Linked DNA regions of Rattus norvegicus: region 1 is linked to region 2. A link is a contact called in public Hi-C data. All regions are on one chromosome and are shown on one strand. The core of a region is the stretch at or near the end of the contact, and the rest is flanking DNA. Distances in the headings are between cores, read along the strand shown. Region 1 holds the start of Itgb5 (integrin subunit beta 5). Region 2 overlaps Kalrn (kalirin, RhoGEF kinase).

Region 1 (3,342 bases), core at 446-2,945, 270 kb before region 2:
CTCAAACCAGCTTTGATGAAGGTTGGATTGCTCAGGGCTCATGGCTTATGGCAGGTCTGGGCAGGCTGGGGACCCAGAGAACCACCAGCTATGTCAGACAGGAGGGGGCTGGGGACCAGAGAACCACCAGAAAAGACAGGAGGCGGCTGGGGAGAATTAGGGCAAGTTGAATCACAGCTCTTTCCAGGTGCGATTTAGACAAATGGCGGTCTGTGCCAGGCGTGGGACAAAGGGGGATGTTTCTGCAGCTATGAAGTGCTCATTTTGGGGGCAGAGAAGATGGGATATTACGGGCCCTGAACTCGAAGACTGTGCGGCACAGGGAGGCTAATATTGTACTTAAAGCAGCATTCCGCCAGCTTTCAGGACTCAACTCTCCTGCTAGCTGATCCTTCCTACACATCCCTGCCAGACTAACCAACACTTCTCACTATTCAACCTTCCAGTTCAAACTCTTTGATCAGCTCCCATAGCGTAGGACCGCCACCTCTAAGCTGGGATAGGAATAGCCCCAAGGCCAATGCCCCCAAGGGCAGGTAATTCCAAGATCTACCTGGGCTGTTTCTGCAGCATGAATTCTACTGGACCATGGCTGGCAGCAAGTGTGACTTTTAAATCAAAACAAAGCCAAAGATGACAGAGTATGGTAGTTGCATATGGTTTAAGAATGAATTTTTAAGTTTACTCTGTATTGGTTCACTTTCCCCTATGCACTACACTACACTTCTGCCAGTGCCACCGAGTCAGAGTTTGGAAGGTGGGCACAACAAAGCTTGTAAGATCCAAATGCCTTAGGTAGGTTTTGCACCCACACCTCCAAGTCCTGACCTTCCAACTGGTTCCTGACCTGCATTCCTAATTTCTGAAAAACATCCTAGCAGTCCCTTCCTCCAGCGTATTAAACCTCAGTGGCTCAGTTTCCTCACCTAAACAAAGGTAGGGATGTTAGGAGTACTCGAGGGGTGAGGACAAGGACAGACAGCACTTAGCACAGTGCCTGCTCAGCAGGGTGCCCTGGGCTTCACCTGAGCTTCTAGTGTCCTCCCTTGCCCATCCCAAGCGTGGCGTCTTGAGATTGAATATGCCGGCGCCTCTGTCCCTCTCAGGCGAGGCCTGGGCTGGCATGCGCTTGTGGCGTGACGAAATGGCCTGGCAGATCCAAGCCGTATCTTCCCTCGATCCTGAAGTCATAACTGAGATTGCTTTGGTCCAAGTAATCTCTGTAGCCCTAAAGGAGCGTGTCCCGCCCCCTCCCGTAGAGGCCAAGATCCGGGAGGAGACCCTAACTAGAAGTTTCGAACCCGCGATCCCCACAAGTGCGTCAGCTGTGACAGCCACCTGGGCAGCCCAGGACCTAGGCGTGCTGGCGGGTCCCGGCGCAGGGCGGAGCTGGTCCGGCCCGGAGCTCGCCCCGCCCCGTCCCGCCTAGCCGTAAACTGACCGAGTGGCGGCCTGCGGGAGAGAGGGGAGGAGAAAGCAGAGAAGAGTTGGGGGCCGGCAGCAGAGGGAGAAGGGAAGGGGCGCCGAGAGCAGACGCGCGGGGACTCGGCGAGGGTACGTCGTAAACGGTGACTACTCCGGGTGTCCCAGCCGGCCAGCGAGGACGATGGTGGCGGCGGGGCGCGGGCCAGCCCGGCCGCGGGCGCCGTGATCCCGAGCGCAGCGCCCGGCATGCCGCTGCGGTCCCCGGCCTCGGCCCCGCTCCGTCCCCGCCGCGCGCCCCCGCCGAGCGGCGCGCACCATGCCGCGGGTGCCCGCGACCCTCTACGCCTGTCTGCTCGGGCTCTGCGCGCTCGTGCCGCGCCTCGCAGGTAAGCCGCGCCGCCCCGCAGCGCGCTCCGTAACTTTTGCTCTCCCGCGGCCGCTTGCGGGAACCGAGGGTGCAGTGCACCCCTGGGCGCTCCCAGATGGGTCGGCGGGGCGCGGGCTTCGGATCTGCGTGCACTGGCCGGTTCCCTCCCGGGCTGAGGAGGAGCCTTCCCTTCCTGTGTAAACAGCGTGCGTCTGGTGGCCGAGCCCGAGGGCGCTGGGGACTTGGGAGGGAAAGTCTCCCCGCCCGGTGCTGGGGCCCCAGCACTGCGCTCGCCTGCACAAAGCAGCCCTTGTGGCCCGCGGAGAGTGATGTGGGGGCTAAAGTACGGCGGCCGGGTCATCCCGGAGGTCTGTGGATAATGCAACTTTCTCTAAGTTTGCTCTAAACTGAAAGTTGTCGCCACTCTCCGTAAGTCCGAAGTCACGGCCCCACCTGGGACACCACCATCTGATCCTGTTCCTGTACGGTGACTCACAAACACCGCGTCCAGACTGCGGAGGGGCTGCTGGCGCTGCCTTAGCCGGATGCACCCTGGCGGTGATGCTGGAGCCCCCAGCTACCTGCGTTAAGTTTTCAGACTTGGGAAGGGCAGTTAAGTCTCTAGAGCCGTGCGGTGGTGGCGCACGCCTTTAACCCCAGCTTTCGGGGGGAGGGGCAGAGGCAGGCGGATCGAGACCAGCCTGTTCTACAGAGCAAGGTCCGACAGCTAAGGGTATACAGTGAAACCCTGTCTCAAACAAACAAACAAACAAACAAACAAACAAACAAACAACAGTCCCTACAGGAAGCTTGATAGTTGGCGCTGTAGCTGCTAGGGTCAGGAGCTTGTCCTACCTCTCTATACCTACCCACTCAAAGCAGGAGTTTCGGAACGTTCTCCTTCCCGTCGGAAGTAATTGTGTATTGATTAAGGGTGCGTCATTCACTTTCAAGCCTGGAGTATTTGTTTGCCTTTCTGAGCCCAGCGGTTGCCTGGCTGCTTTTGGGGAGACCTCTGTTCCCCTACCGCGTCTTGTTTACATGAAGGAGGTCGAGGTTTCCGTCTGAGAGCTAGGAGCGAGTTGAGGAAACAAAAATGTCGTCCCAGTCCAAACTTAATAGTGTAGCAAGGCTGCTCTTATGGAAAAATAAGTAGATCACTGGGACCCCCCACCCCCAGTCTGGCAACCAGTGTCCATCTTTCCTGTTCCAAAAGGTCCCCAGGGAAACGCAAAGAGATGTAGTTTGAATCACCACCCTCTGGAATATATCCTTGTCAGCCTACCTCACTTCTTCAGGAGAGTGTTTTAGTTTGAAGTTATACTCTTTAGAGTTTGGTGGAAATTTTTTCTTTTAAGAGAGTGTGTGTGTGTGTGTGTGTGTGTGTGTGTGTGTGTGTGTGTGTGATGGTGATGGTGTTTTTTAAATTTAAATTTTTGTCAGAATAAACACTCAGCAACCTTACCTTAGTTTCTCCTCTTCTGTTAGCATCCTGTGAGATTCAACTTTGGGATGGTTCTAGTTTCTAGCCATTTGATTCGAATGAAAAC
Region 2 (3,540 bases), core at 109-2,608:
CACTGGGTCTCCGCTGCTCCCAAACGTGGTCTTTCACTCAGGGTACAAGGGCGCCCGGAGCGTCCTGTGTCCTGAGGGCGGGGAGCGGAGCATGCCCATGCTCATGCCTAGATTCACAGCCCCCTCCCCCAGCCCGTCCCTGTCTCACTCTGTTGCCTAGGCAATTCTGAGTTTGTGGCAAGCTTCCCGTCTCTAGCTGGGAATATAGGTGTAAGCTGCCAGGCTTGGATGGGTACCCCTGTTTTCTAGCTTGGCTGGGAATGGGAGTGGCTTCCCAGTTTACAGGCCCAACCAGCCAGCCTCCTCTTGGAAAGAGAGGCCAATCTTCGACTAAAGATCCACTCGAATGTCTGATGTGGACTGGCAGTCACTTTGGGAAGCCATTGTGGTTGGTGTAGCTAGCTAGGGAGTCCTGCAGCTGCTTGTCTGGGTCCTCAGCTCCCACTGGGTTACATCTCAGCTGCGGCTCACACTGTTAGCTGTAGCTCTCCCAGTCTGTCCCGTGAGATTTCCGGATGCCTCCACCTCTAAACGCTCTCACTGCCTTCTGACTCTCCATCTTTGGTCTGATGCTCACCACCTGTACATGGAGTGAGCCCAGCTAGGACAGCATGCATGTATCATCCAGTCACCGGCTGGAAAGGGGGCGGGACTCCTCAGTGAAAACAACCTGGGATCTATGAGAAGTCAGCTTTCCTGGTCTTTCTTTTTCTCTCCTTTACTGTCGGTACTCTAAGGTCTCTGGCTGGGTTTGTGGGAGTTTGTTGGCACTTACTTTGCTAGACAGTAAAGGTGTGTGCTAAGTGCCAGGACTGGTGAGTGTGTGTTGAGCATGCGTGATCGTGTGTGAGCATGCGTGTGTGTGAGCGCGCCGCGTGTGGGTGTGTGTGAGTGTATGTGAGTGTGTGTGTGTGTGTGTGTGTGTGTGTGTGTGTGAGAGAGAGAGAGAGAGAGAGAGAGAGAGAACACAAGAGAGCTGTCTCATTTTATCCTCACAACAATCTGCCCTCCATGGGCCCCACTTTCCTCACCTAACTCAAAACAGAGGCACACTCTAATCCTCTACACGAAGGATGTCAGAGGGGTGCAGGCATTGGTTTCTTCCAAGGAACCTGCAATTACAAATTACAAATCCCACACAGCTTCCCTGTAGTGTCTCCAAGGTCCTTAAAGGAAAGAAGGAAGAAGATAGTGGCTCAACTAAGGGTGTGTGTGTGGGTGTGGTTCTGTGCATGTGCCTGTGTGTGTGTGTGTGTGTGTGTGTGTGTTTTAGTTTGAATTTCTGACGGAACCTCCTGGAGCCTGAAGAGCTGGGCACTACAGCCATGGTGGTCCACCATCTCCATCTAGTGGTCAGAAGCAGAAATTCATGGTTCCAGCCTTGCATGTATCAGGCAACCTGCCCTGGGTCTCATGTATAGATGGGATCCCCACGCTTATATCTGACCATTTACACAACTCAGATGCAGACTAAGACTTGGTTCTCTGTCATTTTCTGGGCCTCAGTTTCTTCAATGTGAGATGTATGAGTTCAAGGCCACAGTGACTTCGGAAGCCCGTGTTCTTGGACTCCACTGTGAATGAGCCAGCTGAAGAGCAAACTGGTGTGGTCACCCACTAAGCAGGTAGATGGAGTCTGAGCATCCCCACTGCCAACAGGCTCACAGGAGCTGCTATGACGGAGACCACTCGGGGAGAGCCAATGGTCTCCCTGGCATCAGTATATAAGCGGCATGTGGGGGAGCATGGGGCACACAGAGAACAGACCAGGGCCTGGATAACCATGACCAGTGGCTATTCTCGATCGTCGCTTTGACTGCATTTGGAATTAACTAAAATCCATAAGTGGAGGGCACACCTGTGAGAGATTATTTGCTTAATCTGAAGTAGAAAGATTTGCTTCTAATCTGGATCTTCGAGGTGGGAAGATGCACCTTTAATCCAGATCTTTTTGAGGTAGGAAAAGCACCCTTCTGCTGGAATCCTATATAAGGACATGAAGGAAGGAAGCTCCACTCTTTGCCCGCTTGCTCTAGCCTTGCTGGAAGGTCCAGTCCTTCCCTGACATTAGAGCCAACTTCTTCGGAATCCTACCGCCTACTGAAGACCAGCTGAGACATCCAGCCCTGTGGACTGAAGAACTACTGGATTCTTGGACTTTCTATTCATAGCCAGCCATTGCAGGATTAGCTGGACCACACCCTGTGAATCATCCTGATAAATCCTTTTTATATAATGGGGATCGTTATATATAAATATATATCACATATGTTCATTCTATAAGTTCTGTTACTCTAGAAAGCCCTGGCTAATACATTGAGTGCATCAAAGGAGAAAAAGTGGCAGGGTGACCTCTGACCCTGAGCGGAGAGGATAGCCAAGCCCTACCCCACTGTGGGTTGCTGGGGTTGCTCCGTCCTCCTGTCAGGGTGAAAACTCAAGTCTAGATGTAACGTTGTGCACAGGGAAGGCTGGGAGAGCGCTTACAGGTCAGCGCTTCAATGAGACGGACCCGGACCCGGAAAGGCTGGACGACTTTCTCCAAGACACAGAGACACAAGTAGCTTTTACTTCCAACTCTCCACACACCCTCTCTTCACTTCCAGATCTCAGAGAAACCCGGCTCAATCAAAGTGGACTCTCAGGCCAGTTCTACCGTGCTCAGCCGACGCTTGCCATCCCCACCGCCTCAATTGTCCCTACCTTTCACCAGGGGGAAGAAGCAGTCCATTTCCACGCTGCTTCTCGAGTGTGAGATGCACAAGGTGCTGCTGGGGACCAGGCCTTCCTGTGGGGGGCTCCGCTCTGTGGTGCGGACCAGACACCAGCCGGGTCTCTCACTGGGTCGTTCCAACAGCTCCACAGTCTGCCCCACCTGGATGCTCAGCTCACTGCTGTGGGCCGCGCTGAAGTCCTGGAGGACCACGGTCAGCTCACATCCACCTGAGAGCTTTGGTGGTGGCGGTAGAGGGGTAGAGTGTGAGGAGTGTGTGTGTGTGTGTGTGTGTGTGTGTGTGTGTGTGTGTGCGAGCAAGAGGGAAGAAGGCAAAGAATGGGTGAGTGCAGAGGGGAGGAGAAAGAAGGAGGAAGGATGGGAGAGGGTGGAAAATGTTAGGAACAAACAGGAAGGAAAAAGAAAAGAAGAAGAAAGGTAATTAGTGTTATTGGCCACTCAGACCATAGCTGCTCTGGAGCCTGGCCAGAGCCAGGGTTTTCATTCAATTTCCGGCCTTCTTAGAGTCTCTTCTATTGCTTCTTTGCCAAACTTTCTGCCAACTGTGCCTTCCAGCCCCTTCCCTGTGTGCCCTGTTCTCCCTTCCATACCCTGTCCTGGTCCCCACCGATACCCCTCAGACACAGATGTGCTGGTGTTTGTTTCTAACACTCTCACTGGACTCTAGGTGATGTCTGGGAATAACTCAAGACATAATCTCTTTTTATTCTAACCCACAGAACATCCTTCATCTCTACCCCGCCCTGGAGCCATAATCCTAAAACAGGCTATGATAACACAAGAAAGAATGGGGCTTTGCTCATAGG

What was found. A called contact is a pair of places that touch in the nucleus more often than the background predicts.
Region 1: a Hi-C map of liver shows a contact between it and region 2, with 5 times the contacts expected there. The contact joins the promoter of Itgb5 here to the enhancer-like site in region 2. A contact is called at or near these places in 8 of 12 Hi-C or Micro-C datasets (the A7r5 cell line, Schwann cells, frontal cortex and 5 more).

Annotation. Positions count from the first base shown.
Region 1 is chr11:80,447,726-80,451,067 of GRCr8, reverse strand. It overlaps Itgb5 (integrin subunit beta 5), which reads left to right and starts at 1,695. Exons shown (of 15, transcript NM_147139.2): 1 at 1,695-1,811. The coding sequence starts at 1,742.
Region 2 is chr11:80,173,134-80,176,673 of GRCr8, reverse strand. Kalrn (kalirin, RhoGEF kinase) reads right to left here. Exons shown (of 60, transcript NM_032062.2): 34 at 2,704-2,950. Among named protein-coding and RNA genes, the nearest start is that of Umps, 140 kb to the left of the region's middle. Within about 2 kb of position 1,358, at least 16 of the 93 cell types and tissues checked have an H3K27ac peak or open chromatin away from gene starts, as enhancers often do.